Regions from separate parts of the Mus musculus genome. Here region 1 is linked to region 2. Evidence: chromatin contacts called from public HiCAR-type data. All regions are on one chromosome and are shown on one strand. The core of a region is the stretch at or near the end of the contact, and the rest is flanking DNA. Distances in the headings are between cores, read along the strand shown.

What was found. HiCAR-type assays count read pairs that join an accessible place to other places.
Region 1: a contact with region 2 is called in a HiCAR-type map of astrocytes, with 8 times the contacts expected there. The contact joins two enhancer-like sites. A contact is called at or near these places in 1 of 15 datasets of contacts at CTCF or cohesin (the NIH/3T3 cell line), 2 of 484 Hi-C or Micro-C datasets (nephron progenitors and uterus), 16 of 115 datasets of contacts at active chromatin or transcription factors (astrocytes, cardiomyocytes, craniofacial prominence and 11 more) and 1 of 9 other capture datasets (embryonic stem cells).

What each region holds. Positions count from the first base shown.
Region 1 is chr9:41,949,155-41,954,006 of GRCm38.p6, forward strand. No RefSeq gene overlaps it. Among named protein-coding and RNA genes, the nearest start is that of Gm36227, 32 kb to the left of the region's middle. RefSeq lists an enhancer at 1-4,852. Within about 2 kb of position 1,912, at least 231 of the 459 cell types and tissues checked have an H3K27ac peak or open chromatin away from gene starts, as enhancers often do. A contact at or near this core is called in astrocytes, craniofacial prominence, embryonic basal ganglia and 5 more, where this site is marked.
Region 2 is chr9:41,270,718-41,276,225 of GRCm38.p6, forward strand. No RefSeq gene overlaps it. Among named protein-coding and RNA genes, the nearest start is that of Gm25401, 66 kb to the right of the region's middle. Within about 2 kb of position 2,579, at least 110 of the 459 cell types and tissues checked have an H3K27ac peak or open chromatin away from gene starts, as enhancers often do. A contact at or near this core is called in astrocytes, craniofacial prominence, embryonic basal ganglia and 5 more, where this site is marked.

The sequences.
Region 1 (4,852 bases), core at 662-3,161, 680 kb after region 2:
GTGAGAATCCTTCCTTCCCACATTGATAGGGTCCATTGGAGCCCAAGCTGACCTCCAACTGAACTTCTGATGCTCAGAAATGGAGGGCTCAATGGTTCAAACTGATCGTAAGCAGTCAGAACTGAAAACCTCTGCACAGTCAGATGTTCAAAAGCTGATTCTCAGAAGAAAATCAAGTCAGTGAGTCCCAAGAACACTGGAATTCTTCCACCATCCCAAGGAGTCCTGTTGTCAATACGCCTGCTTCTCCAGCTTAGTTCACTCCCCTGCCCCCGGCTCAGCCCAGGTGGAGCACCATACAGTCTTACCATGCAGAGGCATGTATTTTTCAGAGAGAAAGGAATATCCAGGACACCAAGACCTCAAAACAGTCTGGAGGTGTTCACCCACCATTTTTATTTCCATGCTTGATTCACTGAGCTCAACCACCACTGGGCAGAGAAAAGGGAAGGACAAGATGGCCGCACAGCCAGCCTGCCTGGCAGACTCCGACCCCAGTCAGCCACCACCAGCTAGCTCTCCAAGGGCAGGACCTGAGGCATCTGCCAGATGGGTGCTGGCTTTTGATCAGCACCGAGTTGAGCCAGAGACCTGCTTGAAAGCCGGCAAGCTCCCTGAAATTAGCTAGCAGAAATCTCCCTAGCTTCCTTGACCACATTACTTGAAGAGTTTGAAGACAGATTGGAAAAAAAAATGCATGGATGGGGACCGCACAGTAAAGACCAGACCTTCTTTTCCGAGGACAAGTCATTCCAGCTCAGCCAAGGGAGGCAGGGCACCCTTTCTGCTCTCGTGGGTGGAACTGTGTGTCTTGTGGCCAGATTTAACTATCAGTGCCCCTGCACTCAGCGTGCAGTCTTTTAATCTCATAGGATAACACCTGTAAAACCCGAGACTACTAGAATGGGTCCCCAAGCATCCCTGCCTGGTGTGTGACACGCAAAGGGCTGTTTACAAGACATATGATCATTCCAGCGGGTCCACTCAGCAAGGTCTGCTGGAGGCCTCATCTTTTCAAGAGGTCCTCTGGGGTGTGGGCTGCTATCCTCAGGAAACACAGCTTGCATCCTTAAGGGAGATTCAGAAATCCCCCACAGCTGTTAGGAGGCTGTGTCTGGCCCTGGAAGGAGCAGCCAGGCCAAGGGTTAAACAGAGGCTCAGCGTGTTCTGTGCCTGGCAATAGCAGTCTACATGACTCCAGGCCTCTTGTCTCACAAACCAGTTCAGCTTATTCGCCCCAACCTTCATAAAACCCAGAGGTCCGTCCTAGATCGACAAAGAACTCCAATTCTCCCCAAGCAGGCTTCGTCAAGGTTCAACTGTTGACTCCCGCCTGAATCTCCACGTTCACTCCCTCTGGTCACCCTAGCTGCACGTCTGTTCAGCCCCCCTTTCCTTTGGGGATAAATCAGCGTTTGCGTTTTTTTGTTTTAATTCTTTCAAAGGATGAGGAATGTTGACACTCCTGAAACAAGCCTCTGATGTCTGGTTAGACTTCAGACGGCTGAGTGTGAGCGTACGCTGACGCAATCGGGCCGATTGGGTTAAACCAAATATTACAATCGCAAGAATTCATCTGGAACTAATAATTTTGAGGCCACCGAAAGTAAAAGGGCCCTCTTTGGGCTTGGCCAGTGGCAGAGGCCAGCTCGGGCCAATGCTGCCACCTGCCGTGGGCGCGGGGAACAGGGCGCGCCGCCTCGGCCTTCCTGTTTTGTTCGCGACCCCTATGCACCCACGCAAGGCAGGTTCCTCGCCAGCCAGACCAGGGCTATTTTTAAAACGCTAGCGCCTGTCCCCAGCCCTTAAGGTAAAGATAGCCAGTCTGGCCGCTCACTGTCTTCTCTGAAAAAGGACCTCTTCCCAATTATAGACCCAAGACTGGCTAGCAGGGCACTCGCAGTTGGAGTTCCATTAAGCAAACAACCCCTTGTGCTAAAGAGATCGTGTGTCGCAGGCTCACTTAGAGGAACGCTCATTTAAGGAAGATTGTTTTATTTTGCGGGAGATGAAGGAAACACACAACTCTGGGTTCTGTCGGCACATTGCTGAACTGCAAGTCACGTGCCAGATCCAAAAATGATGAAAACATCTGTTTTTGCTTTAGCCCAGCGAGGCCCCGACGGTGGGGAGGGGCAGGGAAGGGACCGTGGTGGCTTTGCTCATGAGCGCCATCTGCCGAGCCTGCCGGGGAAACGCGTGAGATCCCGGCACAATGCAAGTTGCCGCTCACCCCCGGGGAAAGGAGAGATCAACAGGTGGGGGTCTGTGCCCGGGAGACCACTCTCCTCGGAGGGCAACCCTGGCAGTGCCCTGGGAACTCTGCAACTCTGAGTTGTCTCGGGGTGTTCTCAACAAAGAGATCTTTCCCTGGTGACTGCTCTGGGGCAGAGGAAGAGACCGAGGGTGGCAGCGAATGAATTCTCAGGTTGGAAAGGAAGGCGGTAAGGGGGAGGGGAGGGGCTCTTGGTGTGCAGACAGTAAAATTTGCGGTTCGTGCCGGCTGAAATCTCCCAGAACAAAGAAACCACTTCCCAGCTCCCGCCCTGCACTCCCACCAACCAGCTCTCTTTCCTGCTATGGTTGTGCAGTAGGTCTGAGAATGCTCCAGAGTTCAGAGATACTACTGTCGTCAGGCAGAGCTTGTCCATCCCTTTCTGTGTAACTCGTCCACCCTCAAAAAGCCAGTGGTGGATCCCAGCTCTGAACAGGGACCTCACTGACAGCCATGACATACAACCTTAGCGTTTTGTTCAGTCTTCCCCAAGTTATTCATTGCTTGCCTGCCAAGTGCCTAACACTCCGCACAAGTGTTTGCAAGAAGTATATATGTGTACAAATACGTCAGAGGAAAACGTGTGCGTGTCAGCGTTACACACAATGACAGCTAGGACCTCAGAGGCAGGGAGAAGAGTACAGACTAGGGAGGGATGTAGAATCCACCTTTGGTCTCAGTGAGGAATTCCTTCCCCCAGCCTGCTTCTGCCCTAGCCTCCAGCCCTTACAGATAAGCCATTCTCAGCCTTTCTGGGAACATGGTGTCAAGGGACCATCATTTGCCTCCTGTCACTCCAGGTCAGCCGTGATCCAAGACCCAGGCTCCAGTCTCAGTTGTCTTTTCCTTACCAGATGGAGGTTCTTAGGTGTTACTGGGTAACTGTATGTGCTCCTACGTACCTGCTTTCCACAGGTGACAAGGGGTTAATAGAAAGAGCAAAACACTGGTCAAAAGATGCAGGCTTGCCAGGGGCTCCTGTGTCCCTTGACCGGGCTGGGCTGGTGGGCACATCCTCAGCTCTGGGGCAACATTCCCCAAAGTCTGTCTGTCTGTCTGTACAGTCTGACTGTGTCCTCTAACCTACAAACCGACAGGGTTAAAAAGGAAACTGAGGCTCTGTCTATCGGAGCTGCATCCTTTCCTATCCGTCTTCAAATAAATATAGAAAGCTTGTCCTTTATATGGGTCAGGAACCTGTCTATGATCTAAGGGATTTCAGAAAAAGACTCTTCATTTTTTTTACAGCTAAACACATTTTCTAAGAAGCAAGCCTGTCTGTCCTCCACAGAGCCTGACAGGAGCTATGTCCCCACTGACCATATCTGTTTCCATGGTACCGAGTGAGTTCTTAGATTACTAGGGCCCAAGCTAACCTTCTGAGTCCCTACAGACTCACCTGTCCCCAGCAGCGCTTGGCTCCGGTTCTCTACGACCACCCCATCTCCCCCCACCCCCATTGTCAGGGGCCTCTTTCCAATTCATTTCTTGTTCCAGGCCGTAAAAATGTCAGAACATGAAACTTCCTTTTAGCCTGGCTTAATATCAGTCTAGTATGGAGAGTTTTGATGGATTGTCTTTGTGTTCCAAAGAGGAAACCGTACGCTCACTGTCTCAAATTTCCTTTCTGCTCTCTAGGCCCTCCCATCCCCTTTTCTTTTTCCCTACCTGGTTCTTCAACAGGTCTGTGTTTGGGAGCAGAGAGGGAGGGATGTAAAACTTATTATACTATGTTATCATCTCAGAACTCAGATTTACAATGTTCTTATCAACATCAGAAAACCAAAAATCTCTAAAGTAGACTTCAAAAATGAAACAGTAAAAACAAAAACAAAAACAAAAACAAAAAAAACAAAAAAAAAAAAACAAAACAAAACCTGGGAGCAGTGTTCCCTTCCCGGTTAAGGGTCATAGACCCAAACAGTTGCTTTAGTCCTGGCCAAGACTCTCTTTTCCTAGCATAAAAATAATTTGGTCCCCGCTTGTCTCCATCCATCTTGGTGTGATCCTTCCCACACAGGAAAAAAAAAATAACCTTTGTTCAAAGCTCTGCTCTCCTAAGCTGGGCTGAGTTCTGCAAGATCACTCTCCACACACCACAAGCTCAGCCCCTCCCCTCCAGCTCCAAACAGACCCTAATCCAAAAGCCACTCTTTTAAATAGAGGCTTCTCGTATGCTTAAATTCCTAAATAAAAGGAATGTCGACCGCTACTGCTAGTTTCTCCAGTTAAATCCGATTTTCACTGAAATGCTTGCTGCTTGCTCAAAAATCTGGGCGTGAGCTGCAGGCGAGAACTAGAATTCTCCAGCTATCTAGAGGGCCCTCCAGTGGCCAAAATAATACCTGTCATAAACAAAGGGCTCCAGAGCCAACACTGCAACAAAGACAGAAGGGTGGTCACTAGCCTGTGTGGAAAATCCCACAGAGTACCATCCCCACACTTCGCTCCGTGGAGGTGTGTCTCACTTAAGGGAAGCCAGGACAGACTCTCAACTGGAAGAAGGATGACATTATTTGCATGACAAAAGGACCCTTCATTAGATAAAAGAGGGGCAGGTTTGAATTTCTTTAAATG
Region 2 (5,508 bases), core at 1,329-3,828:
ACCCATTCCCCAGGTACGTTTAAGTGTAGTGTGTAACACACAGTGGTGATCATTTCATGAATTTTGAAGCTCTTCCTTCTATTCTTTCCCCCGAGTGTTCTGGAAAATGCTTGCTTTTATTTCAAGTCTTGTGGAACTCCCAGTCAACCTTTAGGCTCTTCCTATACTCTAGGTAGATAAGACCATGAGGATGTATTTTTGTTTAACTCTTGTGGAAAATGAATGCCATCAATAGCAATGTGCCGGGAGAGTATCTTTGTCAAGGCTGTGGTAGTGATGAGGCCCATGCTTCGTCTTCAGATTTGCTGCAGGGCCTTCCTGCATGGAGCTTCTGACTGGTAGGAAATCAACAGTTGCCCGAGAGATCTTTCTAGTTACATGTGAGTGCATGTAGCTGCTGACTTTGTGTGATAAGTACCAGCCAATCTTCAAACACTTGTGGGTAACACTCATTGTCCAGCCAACTTTAGCTAAAGCCAAGAATCTTGTCCCCATATCCACAGCTGGTTGTTTACTATTTCTGCCATTCTACACAGTAATCACTTTCCTATAGACGTAACCTGTTCTTTTCAAACATCTAGAAAACTGAGGTTTCTGTGCTCAACAGCTACAACAGAGACACAAATGATTTCGTTTCTCAGAAACACGTGACACCAACAACAGGTGAGGTGGTGCAGCTTCAGCCAATGTGCTTTTCCTGCAGTGGGAGAGTAAGCATAGAGGGAGATGACTGAGAGATATGTGGAGCCCGGATGCTAGAAGATACTTCCCATGGAGAGGCTTCAGGATGGGCTGAGTCCAGGCAAAAAGGTCATGCTATCTCTTTGTTTTTACTATGACAGACCCAGTCACTCACCAGCCTACCTTTAACTGGTGGTTTCTAAAAAGCTCCTCCAGGTAACATCTTTGGGTATGGTTTGAATAGGGAATGGTAGATGGAACTTGGCTAGTGTGTTTGGTCACAAACTTGAGACACCCAAGAAGAGGAAACCTCACTTGAGGAATTGCCTCCACCAAATTGGCTGGTTATGTGTCTGTGGGAATATATATATTTTTGATTGTTAATTGATGGAAGGTAGTGGTGGCGGGGCTAGTTCTCTGTGGGCCATGCTACCCTTGGGCAGGTGGTCCTGGGTATAAGATAGGGAGCTGGAGGTGATCTTGGAAGCAAGCCAGTTTAAGCAGCATTCATTATGGGTTCTGCTTCTGGTTCCCTCATGATGGATTGTATAGTTTATGATAAAGTGAACCACCTTTCTCCCCAAGTTGCATTTGGTCAGTATTTTATTACAGCAACAGAAAGCAAACCAGGACAGCTAGTAAGACAGGGAGGAATAGAGGCCATTGGTGGGAGGTAGGGTGGATGGGGACTTTCCATGTAAGATACTTTGGAATGTGGGAGCAAATAATTTATTACCCAAACCTCTAGCTCCCTGGACACATTGCTGTTGGCATGTGTCTTATTTAAAATAAAAACAGAAGAAGAAGAAGAAGAAGAAGAAGAAGAAGAAGAAGAAGAAGAAGAAGAAGAAGAAGAAGAAGAAGGAGGAGGAGGAGGAGGAGGAGGAGGAGGAGGAGGAGGAAGAGGAAGAGGAAGAGGAAGAGGAAGAGGAAGAGGAAGAGGAGGAAGGAAGAAGAGTAAGAAGAGTAGTTCTTGTTTCTTAGAAAAAACTGTGAAGCCAATCCAGGGCATTCAAATACTGCAGTGGGAATGGAAAGGAAGGAAAAAAATGTATTTGGTGAGAATTCAGAGGCTGCTAATTGTCTTTATTGAAATAATACTGAATTAACAACTCAGAAAAGTTAGAAGACATCTTCTTTAGGAGGAGGAGGAAGAGAAAGGGGGAGGAGGAGGAAGGGGGAGGAGGAGAAAGTCCTTGTAAACAGCATAGAAAAATACTATTTGCAAATTTTGCTTTCCTCATCTCAAAACAAAGCAACCGGTGCGTGCTGTGGAGACTCTTAAACACGCTGTCCGCTTTCCTCTTGTGGTTCTAAAATCCTGAAAGTGCCACGCAGTCAGTCTACTCCAGGTCCCAGTCTGCCCTCTCCCCACAACGGGCCCCCACCCCCACTTCCTTTCCACAACAAACACTTTTGCAACCCTTTCTCTGATGAATGGCCAGAAAAGAGATACTGGATGAGAACAATTAGAAACTTTAATGACCCTTCAGGCAGCACACAATTATAAACCACATTCTTATTTTTATAAGGAATTAGCTACAGATTGGGCAGCTAGCTGCCCCTGTCATGCCTTGAAATATTTCTTCTCTTCCTGGCAGAGTTGAGCATGCTGGCACCTCTCTCTCTCTCTCTCTCTCTCTCTCTCTCTCTCTCTCTCTCTCTCTCTCTCTCTCTCTCTCTCTCTCTCCCTCTCCCTTACTCATATATATATATATATATACATATACATATATACACGCGGACTTGCCAATTCCAGCACCTTCAAATGTATTATCCCGTCCTTTCGTCTCCAAGATGACCTGAAATGACCTTTTGCTTGGCAGGAGACGTGACTCAACTGATAATAAAAGAGTTTTGAAGGGGGCGGGGAATGATGGCTAAGGAGGGAGGGGGGGGGTGGCTGTCTGGTCCTGGTTGCTGAGCTGCAAGGCAGTCAGGGAGGGACATGGAAGAGCAGGAAGGGGCCAGATCTCTAATACTGCCATATTTTTTGGCTACGGTATTTTCTGTTATTAATTTACTACATATCACCTATTGCACGAAGGGAGAAGAAAGATTTTTACCCCGCTAAGGCACACCAGTCTCTTTGTTTAACCCGGACCCGAGGCTGCTCAGCCATGACCACTGGGAGGGAGGGAGGGAGGGATGGGGGCGGGGCCGATGTCTGGGCATCCCCCTGCATCGAGGCCCCAGCTCTCCCCCTGGACGTGGGGTCCCAGCCCTGCAGCTTTCCTTCTGTAAGGCTTTGCAGCTGCGAGCACCTTCGCAGAGTAATATGGCTAGCTAACATTGCCCGGTGCGATTCTATTTCACACCAGCAGCCTTAGAGGGGCGTGGGCTTTTCCCAGAATCTTGATTTCTTTGTTGTTTAGGAAAGGCTCAAATTTTCACAAATCCCAGAGAACTCCAAGTAGGCGTCTCAGATAGATTTTAACGACTGGATCCCCCTCGCCTCCACCGACCCCACCCTGCACCGACTTAAGAAGGGAAGGAGACAAAAAAGAACTATTATCTAGGAACTCTGCGAGGTGGCAGGAGCTGCTACAGCCGCATCGCTGGACCTCCCCTAGACTGATGCTCTCTTTTGTAAAGTGCTGTTTTCCCAGCGACTCCCTCTTACAAAGGACATCTTGAGGCACACTGTATAAATTTGGGGTGTGTACACTTTGGCGAATCATCTGCACACCGACAGGGACAAAGGGGAGGGTTTCGGTAGGTGGTTTGCCGGGTGCTTTCAGTCAACTTAAGTAGGCGAGTTGTCCCTGGAGTAAAAATTGGATTTTAGCCACCTGAGCCGAACTTAGTGAGCTGCTTGTGTGTGCAAATGCTTGTGAAGTCCTCACACCAGGCATGGAGTACTCTGGTCCTTTCAGATCATGGAAGCACCTGCTGGAAAGTTGGCAGGGCTGATTCCTCAAGTTCCTTGTCCACAGGAGAGAGATGCTCTTGGCTGAGAGACAGGTACTCTGGGAAGTGCTGCACAGGTTTCTTCCCAATGTAAGAGAATTCACATCTCCTGGCTTTCGTCATTCATTCATTCATTCATTCATTCATTCATTCATTCATTCATTCATTCATTCATCTGCTCAATCAATCATTCATTTATCACAGATACCTTTGTGTTTCAGTGTTAGTCGCCACCAGTGAAAAAGTGCAATCAAAAAATACATTCAGGTTTGCCCTAAAGGAGTTTGTAATGAATATGTGAAACACAAACAAACCGACTTTTAAAGACAAACAAAGGAATGATGCTGTGGTTTTGTAGAAGGAGCACTGCTACCCACGTGACTTCCATTCAGTATCGCCCCTCCCACTCCAGCCCCAAGGATTTCTCTGTGGAGCCCAGTCCTGGAACTCACTCTGTAGTTGGTCTGGAATTTTGAGATCTTCCTGCCTCTGCCTCCAGAGTGCTGGGATTAAAGGTGTGCCCCACTGCCACCCATATTCAGTAATTTTTAATGCTTACATCTCTGTTCCATCCACCAACCAACATGCCTCCCCTTAGTTCCCCCCCCCCAAAAAAAGCCTCTGAAGAGATGGGTGTCAGGGAGCTGGCTGCACGAGGTGCATTGTGGGACATTATGGAAGGTGGTGTTAATTATTATAACTTTTAATCGACTTTGAACTGATAAAGTAGGTGGTTGACTTTTTTATGTCTAGGGTGGATCAAAGGTGGCATTATGAGGTTGATGATTTTTTTCTTCCTTTCTCTATTTTGTTTTTGTTTATTAATTGTGTGTGTGCGTGTGCATGGGTGCATGTGTGTACTTGCTTTAAAATTCTGATCCCCCTGCCTCTGCCTCTACCTCCCAAGTATTGGTCACACTAGGTACTTTTCTGGTTTTTAAATAGACATGAGTCCCACCTACTTCTCTTCCCCATTTTCCAGCCCCCTCAAACAAAACGAACATTACTGCAGAAATGACTGCCTGCATCATGATTTACCAGCATTTGTTCTTATAAAGAGCCATGTTTTCATATTTTCTATGGCTCTGCAGGCCATCGGCCTGTGCTGATTCTGTGTGCCAGGGTGACTTTAGACACTATATAAATGAACAAGGGTGACTGCACCTGAGGAGAACTCTGTGGACACTGAGGTTAGCAGGGCTCATCTAATGCTTACGGGTCATAAACTCTTGCTTTTTTAACCCTTACAATCACTTACACCTATAAAGTCATCTGTGCTTCCATTGTAAAATCAGGCCATTTGCTGTGCCCACATTTACACTCTACTATGAGTTTCAATACTCTGGCTCTGTCAGAGTCATTTGCACGTTATTGTCTTTCTCCAACTCCCAGAAGAATGTATGAGAAAACACTTGGTGAGAAATAGAGTGCCCCATGCTCGTGGCTTCCCCTTGATTCTCTTTGGGAAGATGCCTGGCATAGCCTGGGCCATGAACTTACAGGAACCCTCCAAACATCTGGGTAGAGTCCGTCGAAAGCACGTTTACTGAGATGGTGAACTTGGCCTTTTATCTCATTTGGACTCAAGCTTCTTAGTTGTGTTCTGACTTGGGCAAGGCACTTAAAACTTTGAGTTTCATTTTGCTTTACTGAAAATACTGTCTACTTAGAAGACTTACTACAGAGGCTCCATGTGACAGTTTGTTTTAAAAGATGATAATTATGACATATGAGATCTTTTATAAGTGTTTGAAGAGTATTAATGGTTGCTTGGTTCAAGGTTTATCAAGGGTATCTGGGACTAGTCTCGACTCTTGAAACATATCAGTGGGGACAGTGGAAATGGGGCACAGGTTGGTCTGCTGGCTCTTTTAGCCATTGAGCCACCTCCCAAGCCCTCAGACTTTCTTTAAAGAA